Regions from separate parts of the Gossypium arboreum genome. Here region 2 is linked to region 1. Evidence: chromatin contacts called from public Hi-C data. All regions are on one chromosome and are shown on one strand. The core of a region is the stretch at or near the end of the contact, and the rest is flanking DNA. Distances in the headings are between cores, read along the strand shown. Region 1 holds the start of LOC108469735. Region 2 holds the start of LOC108468198 (ethylene-responsive transcription factor ERF061-like).

Region 1 (6,709 bases), core at 920-3,419:
ACCCTTTTATTTTGATTTAATCCATGTTTCCGTATTTTTTATATATTTTAATTTTTAATAATTTTAGTATCATATCAAACTCTTTTATTTTTTAATAATTTTTTAGTATTACTCTTAATAAATTATTTTTTAAATTTTACTCAAATCATTATTTTAAAAAATATATTTCATTTAATTGTCATATTTTATCCAAAAGTTTTTCTAAAATGAGGCAATTTTTTTCGTATTTAGGAATTCAAGAAATAATGCCCTAACATATTAGGTTACGATTTCCCGTTTGTCTAAATGCCTAAAGTATCCTTCTAAATAGATTTTGTAAATCACGAGATGATTTCAGTTACGAGAGTTTAAGAATATCGTGTCCTATCATGCTGGATGTGATGTTTGTATTCTTTCGGAGCTAAGGAATCTCGATTTTTTTTCAACTTAAATAATTCCGGTTTTAAAAAAGGGATCCTATTTTTAAATCCTTTCAAATTTTTGACATTAAGACAGAAAACTATTCAAATTGGTACCAATTTTGGGTGTTGCGAGGGTGTTAATCCTTCCTCGTATGTAACCGACTCCCGAACCTGTTTTCTTAATTTTCGTAGACCAAAACGTTTTATAAGGTAATCCAATCACACCTAAAAAGGTTGGTGGCAATTCCTATTTTCGTTTTTCAAAAGTCGATCCCCATTTTTCAAACGTCCCTTTAAAAAATGGTTTCGACACACTAATAATATACTTTATTCTTATTTCATAAATAATTTTAACAAATTATCATATATTTTAATTTTTTTAAATAGATATTTTTTAATATTTTACCATAGGGAGTGTGAAAACTATGCCATCAAATATTGCTGGTGAATGTCAAGTTTGACGCGTTGTTTCTGTCTCAATGTGAAATCAGACTTTGGAAAAATTATTCAATTCCACATTACACACAATATAATATAAACATGGCCAACCCTTATTTAAAGACTAATCAGACATGCCAACGGAACACGGCTTGTAGTGGAAAGGTCAAAATCCTAAACTTTTGGGTATTTGATTTCAAGTTTTATACTAATAATTTCTTTTAAGGAAAAAAATATGTTTAAATTTATATTTTTGTTGTAATAGTAATGATCTTAACTAAATATTTATAATATTTTAATTGGTTAATTCTGCTTTATTGATATATTTGTATTATTATTTAAATTCTTAATTCAATTCAATTAAAAGAACTATTAAAATACTTTTTTATATTTTATATTATTATAATAATATTTTTATCTTATTTATATTTTAAATAAAATCAATAAACATTTTTATATATAGCGAGATTTAAACCATTATGACCCGCATTTGTAAAGTCTTAATTTTTCATATTGATTTAAACCACCTCAATTAAAATTTTGTTTTGATAATATTGTATATTTTAATTTTATTACACAGTTTTTCACTTGAGTTTGTATTTATGTTTTATCAATATTACTTAAGCATATGGCATCATTGATTTAATTTCACAAGTTTATAATTAAATTTTTCACCAACATAATGACAAAATTATGATAAATAAATAAAGTACGTTACCTATTTAATTTCTTTTTACTCACAATTTAAATTATATTTTTATTTTAATTTTGTACATACTATAAATTTATTATTATTAATTTCAAATTATCTTAAACACAAAATAATATTTCATAAGTGTACTTCTTATAACTTTAAAAAAAAAAAAAAAAGCTTCTGGAACACATTTGTCAAACCCATAATTGTCCTATACGACAGCAAACCAAAATTTTAAATGTAAAGTGAATCCCAAAAGTCAGATTTGCCCAGTTTTCAACTTTCTAATTGGTTCGCTATTGCTACTTATAATTCATTTGAAATAATATTAATTAGTATTTATGGAACTATTACTCATTAATCCAAATTATAACATTAAAATAATATAATAATTTTATTTATTAAATTGGTGTGATACTAAAATTATAATATATTAATTTATCAGTGTCATGACACTTCCAATTATGTATTTTATTAGTTATGATGTCATTATTATGTTAAATTAATTCTGATAAATAATAATTAAATAAGTACTGTGTCCTCCATTCAATCTCCAAAGCCACGTGTTGGGTCACCCCTATTGACCGGTTCGGGCACCACCTCCTGTTTCCAAGTCAAAACCACCGGTCCTGACACAGCCCCTTATATTAATCCATATTTCATGCCTTCACCAAAAATCCTTTTTACAAGAAAATGGCTAGACTCGCTTTTCTCTTCACCCTTACTTTTCTCCTCTTCACCTTCTCTCAAGCCCGCTTCATCACATCTGAATCCCAACATGATGTCACCCCCGAAAAATCCGTTACCGATTTTCCCGAATCCGACCCCGAATCCGCCATCCTTCTCCCCAGCGAGAAACCCCACTTTGAACCCCCCAAATTACTCGACTTCAAGCACGATGATGATGCCTCCGGCGTCGCCTCCGTTCCTTTGACCAAGATCAGTTTTAACCCTGTCAACCGCCACTTCCCAAGGCGTCCCTTGATTCCGTTCCGTCACAAGCACAACTGCCGTTTCCATAAACGCTTCATGCCTTTGAATCCACGCTTCCATCAGAAACGCTTCATTTCTTACGGCAACGACATGATACTGTCCGACGAGAGAAGTTTTGACCCAGAGTCACGCGGTGTTGTTCGCCAGATCGAGGCCAGATGGGGCAGTTTTGACGATGATGGCACCGAGTCTAAGCATCATGTAGGTTTTATGAAGCCAGATCACCATGACCACGAGCACCATGATGAAGACCATGACCACGAGCACCATGATGAAGAGGATCATGAGGAAGAGCATCACCACCACCACCACCATCATCACCACCGCCATCATCACCGTGGAGAGGAAGAAAGGGATGAGACAGAGGAGCAGGAGGGCGGGTTCATGGAGAAGTTCCGCAAGTATTTTATTCATTTTTGAATATACCCTGCACGTTATCTAAAATGATCATAGTGATCTAGTGTTGTATCTATCTATATGTTTATTTGGGAAATTTTCACTTTCTAGTTACCAGCCCTTAGGGTATACGTGCATATTTACTATTTAGTGTGCTTTACTATGGGTTGTAAATAAGATTGCACTCGTTTATGGTGAACCATATGATTTTCCTTGTATTATAGTAACTGCACTGTGAGATTTCATATTGCCAGATCACTAGTTTTGTTGTTCTGTTTTTCATGAATTTTTTTACTTGTTGCAATGGAAAGGTTTAACCTGAATATTAAAGAATAAAAAAGAGACATAAAAGGGTTAAAAACAGAGTAGAAAACTATATTTTATAACATGAATGAATCTTAGGAATGGCTGGCGCATGAACCACTCTGTTCTACGCTGGCGAGTTCAGCGCATGGCCGTGGGCTAACCTCGATTGCAGCCCCCCTTATGGCATTGCAGTTCCAGGAAGGAGGTCTTGGTCCAGTCGTGCCCTGGAGGGTAACGTTTGAAAGACAGATGCCGGTGAAAGTGGCATTCTCGATGCCATGCATCCAACCTGCTCGCTGGACATTCACACCCCAAATGTTCTTTAACGTAAGGTCCTTGACATATGGGAGGGCGTTTGGATTAAAATTGTTATCAGGGTGGTCGCCGGTGTCACCTGCTACTTTTATACCTGTTCTGACGTTTTCCATGAACAGTTCAGACACTGTGATGTTCTTTATAACCCCTCCCCTGCCGATGTTAGTCTTGATGTGAACACCAACTCCGGAGTTGTAAAGATTTATGTTCTCGGCCAACACATTCTCCACTCCTCCAGATGTTTCACTTCCCACTGCAACTCCAGCAAATGGGGTTGAACCTGTTACTCGCCGAACAGTGATGTAAGAACTGGGGCGTCCATAAGCAATCCCGTATTCATCCCACCCACTCTTCACTGCCACAAGGTCATCCCCGGTAGAAATGAATGAGTCTTCTATGCAGACATTGGAGCTTGAATCTGTACCAATGAGGCATGAAAGTATAATAATTAAAATCTCCAAGAAATTTCTCCATTCCAATAAACAGATGAACACGGAAAAACTGATCCCTCACATAATATTACCGCGTTCATTCTTAATTACAGCATGGGAATCAATTAATGAACATAGCCATTTTTCAGGAAATTCCAACCGATAGCTTTTACAATATAACATATATATGCAGGGCAAGGAGCAAATGATAAACATCCCACTAGATTTCATTCAGATTTGAAAATTACACCTAATCAATCAAAAACAATTCCTTTCTTCAATTCCTTTTCTAACATTTGGGAAGAGGGTCATCAGAATCAATGTTGTCAAGGGCGCCAGGTGCACTCGAGGCACTAGGATCTCTATATAGCCTGGGGTGCAAGGCGCAAAAAAAGAGCTCGCCCGAGTAAAATGAGACGTAACCATATAAAATATAAATATACATGTAAAATGTATATGTTTTATGAAAACATATGTAACTAATACATATAATTAATAAGTTATATGAGTTTTACACGCGGTGCAACATTATCAAAACTGCCTTAAGTGCTTGCTTGAGTGTGAATATCAAACCCTAAGTAAGATGAATTCAACAAATAAAATTACTTCCGTTTTCTTTCTTTTACCTGGATCAATCCCATCAGTATTTGGGGAGTCAGGTGGAGCAACAATGGTAACATATCGAATAACAACATCGCTGCAAAGAAGAAAAAGGTATCTAAGTTATGATTCTAAACATGCAATTCTTACTAAGTATAAAAATACAAGAACAGCCAACAAAGTTACACCAATTAACGCGATCATAATAGCAAATCCAATTACCAACTAATTAACTCTTGCTACAAACTGTGCTATAGAAACACCTTTGGAGCACCCTGAAATGTGCATACCTGCTTTCCTTCATCTCCTTTATTGTTAAATGTGACAAAATGCAAGGCTTGGAAATCACCATAAAGGAAGAGGAAATGTAACGAAATTGAAAAAGAAAAGGACAACAATAATGATTCAATTTGTCTTAAAGGCAGAGTTCCTGTGATTTTCATTGCACAAAAAATGGGGTTTTCTTGCAGACTTTCATGTAATAGTTCAACATTGGTTTTGTTAATGGAGGACTAGAACTTTTAAACAGATAAGAATCATATGATCAAATTGTAAATAAGACCCTCACTGACTTAAACAATCTATAGCGACACCAATCTACAACATAGTCAAATCACACCTCTCAAATAATTGTATGGCTTATAAATTATATCAAGAAGTAAATCTTTGGGTGTAAGAATTAATGCAAAAATTACCTGCAATAAACAGGATGAATGTTCCAGAAGGGGGAATTTCTAAAAATCACATTGGAAATGACCATGCCTCTGGAATTCACAAGTTCAACGAGACTTGGTCTTGTAAACTGGAGAGTCCTCTGCCTCCACATGCTCCACCAAATATCTCCTTGACCATCAATTGTGCCATTCTCACCTGTTATAGTTAAAACAAATCATGGTAATTAAAGTTGAAGTTACATGAACCGTGATAATAGAACACAGACATGATAGATGTGAGGAGCTATTATTCTCCAGCAAAATTACAGAAGTCTGAATTACTTGCTATTAACCTTAGTAAGATAAAACAACATGAAGATCCATGATAGTAAATCATGTTGTTCTCAGTGTATGATAGGCTTTTGTAGTATATAGATAAGTATCTCAAACATAAGATTCATCATATTTAAATGACTCATGATGGTTAACAGAATACAAAACAAATATATCTAAAACATGTGTGAGGCAAGCTATCAGAATGATCGACCACATTGATATAAATACCTACCAGTTATCACCACATCTTCCAGTCCATCCCCATGAATAAAGCTCATATATCTTCCTCCAGGGCGCTCCCTTCCCCTTCCATAAGATGGCAAAGGAGCAATTAAAGGCCAATTTGAGGTGTCCTGAGATATTAATCCAGGAAGAAAATTATATGCAAGAAGCATCTCCAATAAATCTTACCATATTAAGAGAATAGCAGTGCGATGAAGTTTCTGAAAACTTTCAAATTAGGAGAAATGCTTCAACAGGGCTTCAAATAGGCATGATGAAAGAAAAAAGGAGACTAGTGGAGAATAAATTGATCTCTTTGATATAAGAACATCTTTGTGGTCAAGGGAGAAAATAAGAAAAAAAGAATTATGTTATTCCAAAGGACAAAGACGATCATCAATTCCTAATGAAATGGATGTAGCAGTGGCCTGCTAAAAACCCATAGTTTTTACTTGATCCGGGATGCATGATGTATATGCCATTACAAAATGATCTATTAATCTGCTAATAAGTCGTTTAATGGCAGTTCCATCTACTGCTCCTATGAGGCTGCCTTCATAACGTCAAACAAATAAGACATCAATTTTTTATTTAGTTCTTTTATGAAAATCAAATGGTGGTTTACCAAATGAGAAGCAGAACCAGCCACAAATAGCCATATTTTCTCCCATAAACTAGGCCACCATTACGACTAGTTTTCAGCATGTTATAACCCAAGTAGAGTACATGATGACTCCATTCAGTAGACTTCAAGCAGAAAGGGATTTCAGACAACTAAATAGAAAACATGGTTCTCTGGTGATTAGAAGAAAATAACAGTCAAAAACCAATGTGTGGGATATGATTCTCCAAACACCCCCAAAAACTTGAAATGACTTGAAATTTTGAATATACACATCATAATTGGATACTGACACCTAAATC
Region 2 (7,532 bases), core at 4,374-6,873, 160 kb after region 1:
ACAGAAATATAAATGGAAGCAGAAAGTAACATCAGATTAACAAAAGGTAAAAAGAAATTTGCAAGTTAATTAAGGTGTATTAAATGAGAATTTTGTTTAAAACGTTATTTATGTTTACAATGAAATCTAATATTTCTGGAAAGAAACAATCTATCGAAATATAATCTTTTAAATGGATTCAACAAACCAAGCCCTTTTTATAATAACCTTTCAACTTTCTACTCATGCTTGTAAGTTAAACCTATTTAAAATTCACTTTTAAATTGAGACAATATTTTAATTCTCAATACAAGTAATTTAAAAATATATTACTGCTATTAAAAATATTTTTTTAAAAATGTATTTATACAAATACGACTTTTTAATAAAGAGTAGTTGTTACAGTCCTATTTCAAGGTTGACAGTGCCTTAATTACAGATAAAAATATATTTTAAATTTATTTACTTTTCTAAACCTTTGCACATCAATCAATTAAACTAACATTTTATTTATCAACTTTTTAATAATCAAAGTTTTCCTTATAACAATCACTTATTTTAATAATTAAATTGGTTCTTTATCAATTTTATCATGGAGGAAGGATGTTGTCGAAGAAGATAAAGAAAAAAAATTGGAGGAGCTTTATTATGGAATTTTAGTAATGGTGATGATTTTTCTTTTTCTTTGTCTTCATGCTTCTTCACTCAACGATGAAGGTACCCGTTTTTTTTGCTGCACCAAATTTAGGTATTCATTTTAGAGTAGATTTGCTCATGGTCGGGCTACTCAAAAAATGGGAAGGTTTGGATAAAAATATAGGCCCAAAAAATGAGTTTGAGAAAAGAAAACCCTTTTAGAAAACTGGTCGGGCCTCTGATAAGACATTTTTTGCCTGGGTCTAGCTTGAATATGCAAAAAAATTACTTTTTTTACTATTTTGTTGCCATTTTTTTACTGTTTTGTTGCTATGTTCTTGTTATTGTTTCACTATTATATTTCAACTATTTTGTTATTATTGTACAACTCTTGTTTTATTATTAATTTTGTTACTATTTTAGAGGCACTTATTTTATTATTTAAGTATATATATTTTTCAATTTATTTTCAATTTGTTAAAAATATTTATTTTGTTGTTTTAGTATTTTTGATGTATTATCCTTTTATTTAAAAATTATATAAAAGAATAATATAAAAATTAATACTGCAAAATTTGGGCTTGGGTTTTAACATTTTTATTCTATCGAGCTTAGGCAAAATTTTAAGTCCATTTTTTTGACCAATTAAATGGGCCTAAAATTTTGGTTGGGCCCGACCGAAACTGACCCGACCCATGAGTACCTCTATTTTAAAGAATAGATAACAAAAATTATATGATAGATTGGTGACACAATTTTTTTAAAATTTTTCTGGTGCCGTCATAGAGGCCAGTGACACCCATAAAATATTATAAAAAAATTGGTAACACCCATTAATTTTTTTCCTCTCAAAATACTCATATTTTTTATGGGCATGTAGAAAAAAATACATATTGATTCCACCGGACACAGTGGCGATCCCAAAAAATTATTATTATTTTTATAAATGATTATTTATTAATGATGAGGGGTGCCACCAATGAGTATGAAGGCATCGGCGTGTTCTGTAAAAAACAGATCATTCTAGTACAAGATTTTGGTCCTAAATTATTTTCATAATTAATTATTTTGTTTGAGTCAATTTTGAAAAAATAAATCTAACTAATCTTATATGGATTTCTTTTTGTGGAAAAAGAAATTTAGTGTTGAATCATGAATATTTTTCATTTAATCTAGCGATTTCCATTGAAATTTGAGACTTGTATTTTGACAGGAAAGTTATTTCCCCAGATTGATATCTGTAAATTGCAAGCATCCTGTTTGTTACAAGTCCTACTTTAGAAGAAGAGAATTTTCTTTCACGCTAGCCAGTTCTTGTTTCTGAACTGAAAAATTCCATTCAAGTTACCAGTCTTCTCCAAATAAAAAATAATAAAGTGATATATATTGGGCATGTCTCTAGTGTTGATGTATGACTTCATCAAAATTTCTTCTTATTATGCAGGCTTCGAATCAACTTTGATGAGCTATGAGTTAAAACTGCTGAAATTTTTTAACATCTCTGTTGAAATATAAATATTAATTGGTCTATCAGTTATTAATGATGTATCGTCTGCAATGCAGCCTGCCATGAGGCATGCCTATGCACAGAATGCTGACAATGTTTTTACTCCAGTTTAGTGAGAAGCTACTGGACTTGAAGAAAATTGAGCATCTTAGTCTACTTTTTCAAACAGAGCACATGTCTGTAATGGCCATATTATTTTACTTCTTGGAGTCTTGCCCCAGGATATAACGGACTATGAGGATGTTAGATATTGCAGCATAGGAGCTGTCTGCTCGGAATGCTGGTCTCTAGTGACAGTTGCAAAGAAAGTGATTGATACTGCTCTCTCAAGTAAAATAGTCTAGTTTTAGTTTGTCAATCATGCTATAATCATATTCTCCGGGTATATATAATGGTCAACCTGGTGTATTCTGCTGGGTTTGTAATAAAAAGGCTAGAAGGTAGTGCAGGAAAAAGTTGAGATCACCACATGCAAATGGAAAAGTCTTCGTCACATGCAAATGCTAGAAGATTGTTTGGATCTTGAGGGAGGGGAAAGCAAAGGGAAAGTTAACGAAGCTCTCAAGAAATTGGACTTACATAACCATGTTCTAATCTTCTCTTTCCTTCTCTGACCCCTTTGACATGCACAGATTCATATTTCATTCAAAAGAATTTGAGAGTTGAGAATGGTTCACAAACTTACATGATGGGTCAATTTTGTGTTAGGACGTTGTGCTGTAATGTCATCGTTCTTTTCACATGAAATGAACTTGGCCTACTGCCACCTGCAATTGGTATTTTTCAGATCCTCATTGTTACAACCACTGCCTGAAATCTTGCACAAGTACAAGAATGCCCTCGGTAATGTTTTCTTAATGATATCATTGAAGGATGTGGTCGTTTTTTAATTTATGATGTAGATTACAGGCTGTTGGTTTGGTTCCTAATATTTCCTGTTGTCCTTGACCTTCATATGAAGTTATACTTTTATGAACTATTGCAACTTAACTCCCCTGTAATTATGAACTAATATTCCTCTGCTTGTTTTGCTTTTATGTTAAGTTCTCCTCAACTTATCTCTTCAATTCATTTATTGGTCAGAGGCCCCCTTCAGATCGAACTGCAGAAATGGTTTAATAAAGAGGTTGCTGAAAACTGAATACATCATTAAAGATAAACCTAAACCTTGATTACCTAATCACCAAAGCAAACCCATAAACAGCCATCGCTAAGCCTGGTTCAACCTTTTTCTGTACCATGTATAGGCATCTTTCAATATTTTTGTACATGTACATGAAGATTGAAGTTGATTAAGAAGAAGGACCACCATCTTTCTCAGAATCGAAGGAAAAGGCATGGCCGTGGCTCTAGTGTTTTCAGGATAAGGGAGTGATCTTATTCGCAACCTTTGCTCAACTTCACCTGCTTGGTTTAAAACCCTATCATGTCCTTTGATAGTGAAATGGTGCTTGTGGAAAAATAGACATGATAAGAAGTGAGGGAATTTTTCATTCACATTCTCAAGGTCCCACATATTTGTAATAATCATGCATCACCTTGAAAATATATTACTCCGGAATTTTTATTTATTTATAAGCGTTTCAACTCCCATTCAAGAAAGAAAACATTCTTGTTCCTAAAATCGAAGACACTGAACAACAGGACATCACTACAAGGTAGTAAGAATCCCAACAAAATTACCATTTACACTATTTAAAAGTCTCTCGGTTTTTAACAGCTAAGTGCTGAAAATTCTCGCTTTTTTGGTGAAAAAATAAATAGAGAAAGTGGAAATCCTAATTGGCAAGAATATCCCATATCAATTCAGCATCAAAAGATGGCATTCTAGCAAGCAAACAGTCCTCGAATTGGGGTTCCTCTGCCATCATCATTGGATAATCGTTAGAAACAGAGGAGGGCGAGTTCTCACATCTCCAAAATCCACCATCAGACACACTGTCACTGAAAGCCACAGGCGATAACGATGATGACGATGAACAGGATTCCGTCACCTTAACTGTTTTGTCAGCTTCTGCGGGACGATCCTTCTTGGCTTTCTTTTTAGCCCTCTCTCTTTTCACCTTTTGACAAATGGCTTGAATCTTAGCATCCACCGAGTTCTTCAGAGCACTCAAACGAGCACCATCTCCAAAGCCCAACTTGCTGGGATCCTTGATGTTTTGGAAATTCAACCTTGCATATTCCCCTCTAAGCTTATACGCCGCACGATCATACGCATAAGCAGCGGCTTCGGCTGTTTCGTATGTGCCTAACCAGATTCGCATTCTGTTCTGTGGGAGTCTGATTTCGGCCACCCATTTACCCCAGTGTCTCTGCCTCACCCCCCTGTATTGCTTCTTCTTTTCAGGACTCAAATAGAAGTTGCTCGTCGATGCGGGGTTTGGATAGGTCGGAATCCGGTTCATTAGCGAGTTGCCCGAAAACGAAGCGTTTCCGTTGTTCTCTTGGCTGAACTTTTGAAGGAGCTCTCTCTGGCGGAGATAGACTGAAGAGCCTATTGGCTCGTAAATACAGTTGGTGGTGATGGCGGTTGATGTTGTCGTCGTTGACGGTGCGCAATGAGAGAAGATTGAATCTAAGGTATTTGAGCCTCCTGACAATATCAACTGTGACAGTGAAGATCCAATATTAACAATATTATTGAATCCAAGAGGATGATTGATTTCTTGCATTTTTTTTATTCTTGATTTGAATCAAAACAGAGGAAACAAGGAGTATAAGAGTAAAATTGAAGAAAAACAGGGGCGCTAAAAAAACTGACCCTTTTTCCTTGTATAAACAAAAGAAAAGAAAGTGAAATTCTAGATAACAAAAGAAAAAGAAAGTAGGGTAATTTGGTTAAGGAAATGAAGAAATCTTGGCTTGAACAAGAATTTTGGTGGGGAGGAAGAAGAAACCCAAATGGTATATGGTGAGAGCCAAGGGTGAGGTTGGTGGTATTTATAGCTGTGGTGGACAGTAAAGCTAAAGCTTAGGATTTTACTTTTAGATATAGAGCAAGTTTGAATTCCGGTCTAACGAAACTTTGAATGGAACTTTAAATGGGTTGCGATGTGTTTAGGCTATAATATTATTTTAATATCTAATTTTATTGTAATAGTTGTTTTTCTTATTTAAAGGAATCTTAAGTTAATTGGGAGGGCATTGCCATGCCTTCCTTTCTCCCTTCTTCTTATGCAACTCGATTTATTATTATTATTTTTGTTTGCCACCAAATTTATTATACTAAAATTTCATGGATGTGTTTTTGCATGAGGTGCAAACATTGTTATAAAATCCGCCCATTCTTTTGAGCAAGAAGAAATAGGAGGAGTGTCCATGAAAGGGCAAAAAGAAGAGGTCCCCCGCACAAAACTGCTAAAAAGCTACTTTTTGTATTTATTGCAAGAGGCAGAGCCAGCTTTGGGTTGTCAAAAGTTAAAACTCCTCTGCGCCACGCGTCTTATGTTATGCCCAGTTGTCCACCACGCTACGCTTTTCATTTTTTTGGTTTCAAACTCTGCACAAAATTCCAAAATCCCATTCAAGTCTGAAACCGTCTCTCTTACTGCTTTTTACTTTCAATGTTCAAAATTCCATTATTATTTTTGTTTCTCTTGATACTATAACATGTTCAAAGATTTAAATATATGTTAAAAAGTCTTTCAACATAATACAATTGGGGTTAAATAGGAAACATCCAAATAACTGAGAACCTAAATTTGTGGAGAGAAGAGATGTTGATATCTCATTTCCAGACCAACAATGTTTGGCAGCACATGGTGAGTTACGTTACCCTTTGGAAAGTATTATTATGAGTAATTGATCCTTACCTTGACATAAAAAGCAAACACAAATTTACTAGAACTAGAATGCCGCCTGGACTTGATGATTTCATTCGCAAATCCAATGCTTATAGCTTTGTAGAAATTAAATTGCGGGTCATGCTGTAACTTTTGCTGGATTGCACTTTGTATTTATCTAAATAACCCAAAGAAGAAACCGAGGGAGAGCGAAAGAAAAAGAAAGTTGATATATAAAAACGAGGATTGATTGAATGAGGTTAAAAGACTTTTTCTACATGAAATCATAGAGGTTGTCATCATTATCAATGTGGGATCCAAGCTTGGTATGGAGCATTAAAGACGTAAAGGTAGAGTTCGAAAAGCCAATATCTATAAGTTTCTTCTTTTCTTTTCTAGTTTGTATTTTCGGGGATGACAAAGCTCGTGAAAGATACCCCATCTGCTGGACTGACCTCAAACGGGAAATAAAGGGTATTGCTGTATTTTGCATGTGAAAGAAACCTAACCATGCCTCACAAGTCAATCCTCAATTCATGTTACGTTGTCTCCAACTTCTCTCTCTCTCTTATTTCTTTCTAATTTTATCTCATAAAATGGATAACATCTAATGTGAGATTTTATTATAGTGTGATCATGTTAAATCCTTTTTAAATTAATTGTTGCATCAAAAATTAAGAAATTATACTAATGGCTTAGAACATGTTAAATCAGTTACTTTTCTTTGAAAATTATTCTGTATTCTTATTTCAACTGTTAATTTAAAAAGATCTCATATAATTCTATTGTAATGGAATTTTTAAATTAATGCTTTATGTGATATAATTTATGACCCTTTTATATTATATAAGTTATAATACGGAGCCAGATCAAAAAAAAAGTTATAATACGGAGATAGAAAAATATCTTTTAAATGTTGAAATTAAAATAATTTTTTTGTTAAATTAAATTTAAAAATAATTATATGAATGAGTTTGTTTGTTCATGTTTCTAGTGTTAGGAGTAATAATGATTTCCTTTTCTTTTCAATAGATTCATACATAAAGACTCAGTAGCCAAGTCTATGGGTAGCTAGAAGAAATTAATTTCCTCTTACTCTTTTTTTTATCCAAGTTAGAATCTTAATGTGGCAAAACGAAGTTGTTGAAATAAGTTCATACTCATTCTTTTGACTTAGTCACCTAAGATAAAATTCTTGACGAAAGGATGAAATTCAGTTGTAGAGGCCTTCACTTAAAAGAAAAAGAAATCAATTTTGAGTGTGGGACACTTGAAAAAGTTGAGATTTGGCAGTGTGGTTGGCAGCTAGACAAGTCAGTGTGCAGGGCGAGGGCGACGCCGACCAAGCCAGTGGTCTAGCCTCAACTTTTATGCTTGCTTGTCTATTGACACGTGCCTAAAGAGTGTGATTAGCAAATTCTCGTGATTTCATATCATTCCTGGTAAAGATTTTCCCGGGCGCACCATTGGCCAACTGTGGCTGTATACGACGCTGCTTTCTTTAGCCAAAGAAGTACAGTACGTCATGTCACCAACAAATTGATGTCACGATGACAAAAGCTTCACAATTTTTTTAGAAACATATTATTGTCCGGTTGAAACTTATAGCATTTTATTTTTAGATA

The links. A called contact is a pair of places that touch in the nucleus more often than the background predicts.
Region 2: a Hi-C map of leaf shows a contact between it and region 1, with 3 times the contacts expected there. The contact joins the promoter of LOC108468198 here to the promoter of LOC108469735 in region 1. A contact is called at or near these places in 2 of 5 Hi-C or Micro-C datasets (both in leaf).

The regions. Positions count from the first base shown.
Region 1 is chr8:44,042,631-44,049,339 of ASM2569848v2, forward strand. LOC108469735 reads left to right here and starts at 2,170. Exons shown (of 1, transcript XM_017770750.2): 1 at 2,170-3,121. The coding sequence starts at 2,227. The coding sequence ends at 2,946. LOC108469734 (probable polygalacturonase) reads right to left here. Exons shown (of 5, transcript XM_017770749.2): 2 at 5,796-5,916; 3 at 5,270-5,444; 4 at 4,601-4,671; 5 at 3,088-3,961. The coding sequence ends at 3,321.
Region 2 is chr8:44,195,103-44,202,634 of ASM2569848v2, forward strand. LOC108468198 (ethylene-responsive transcription factor ERF061-like) reads right to left here and starts at 5,624. Exons shown (of 1, transcript XM_017769084.2): 1 at 3,662-5,624. The coding sequence starts at 4,797. The coding sequence ends at 3,901.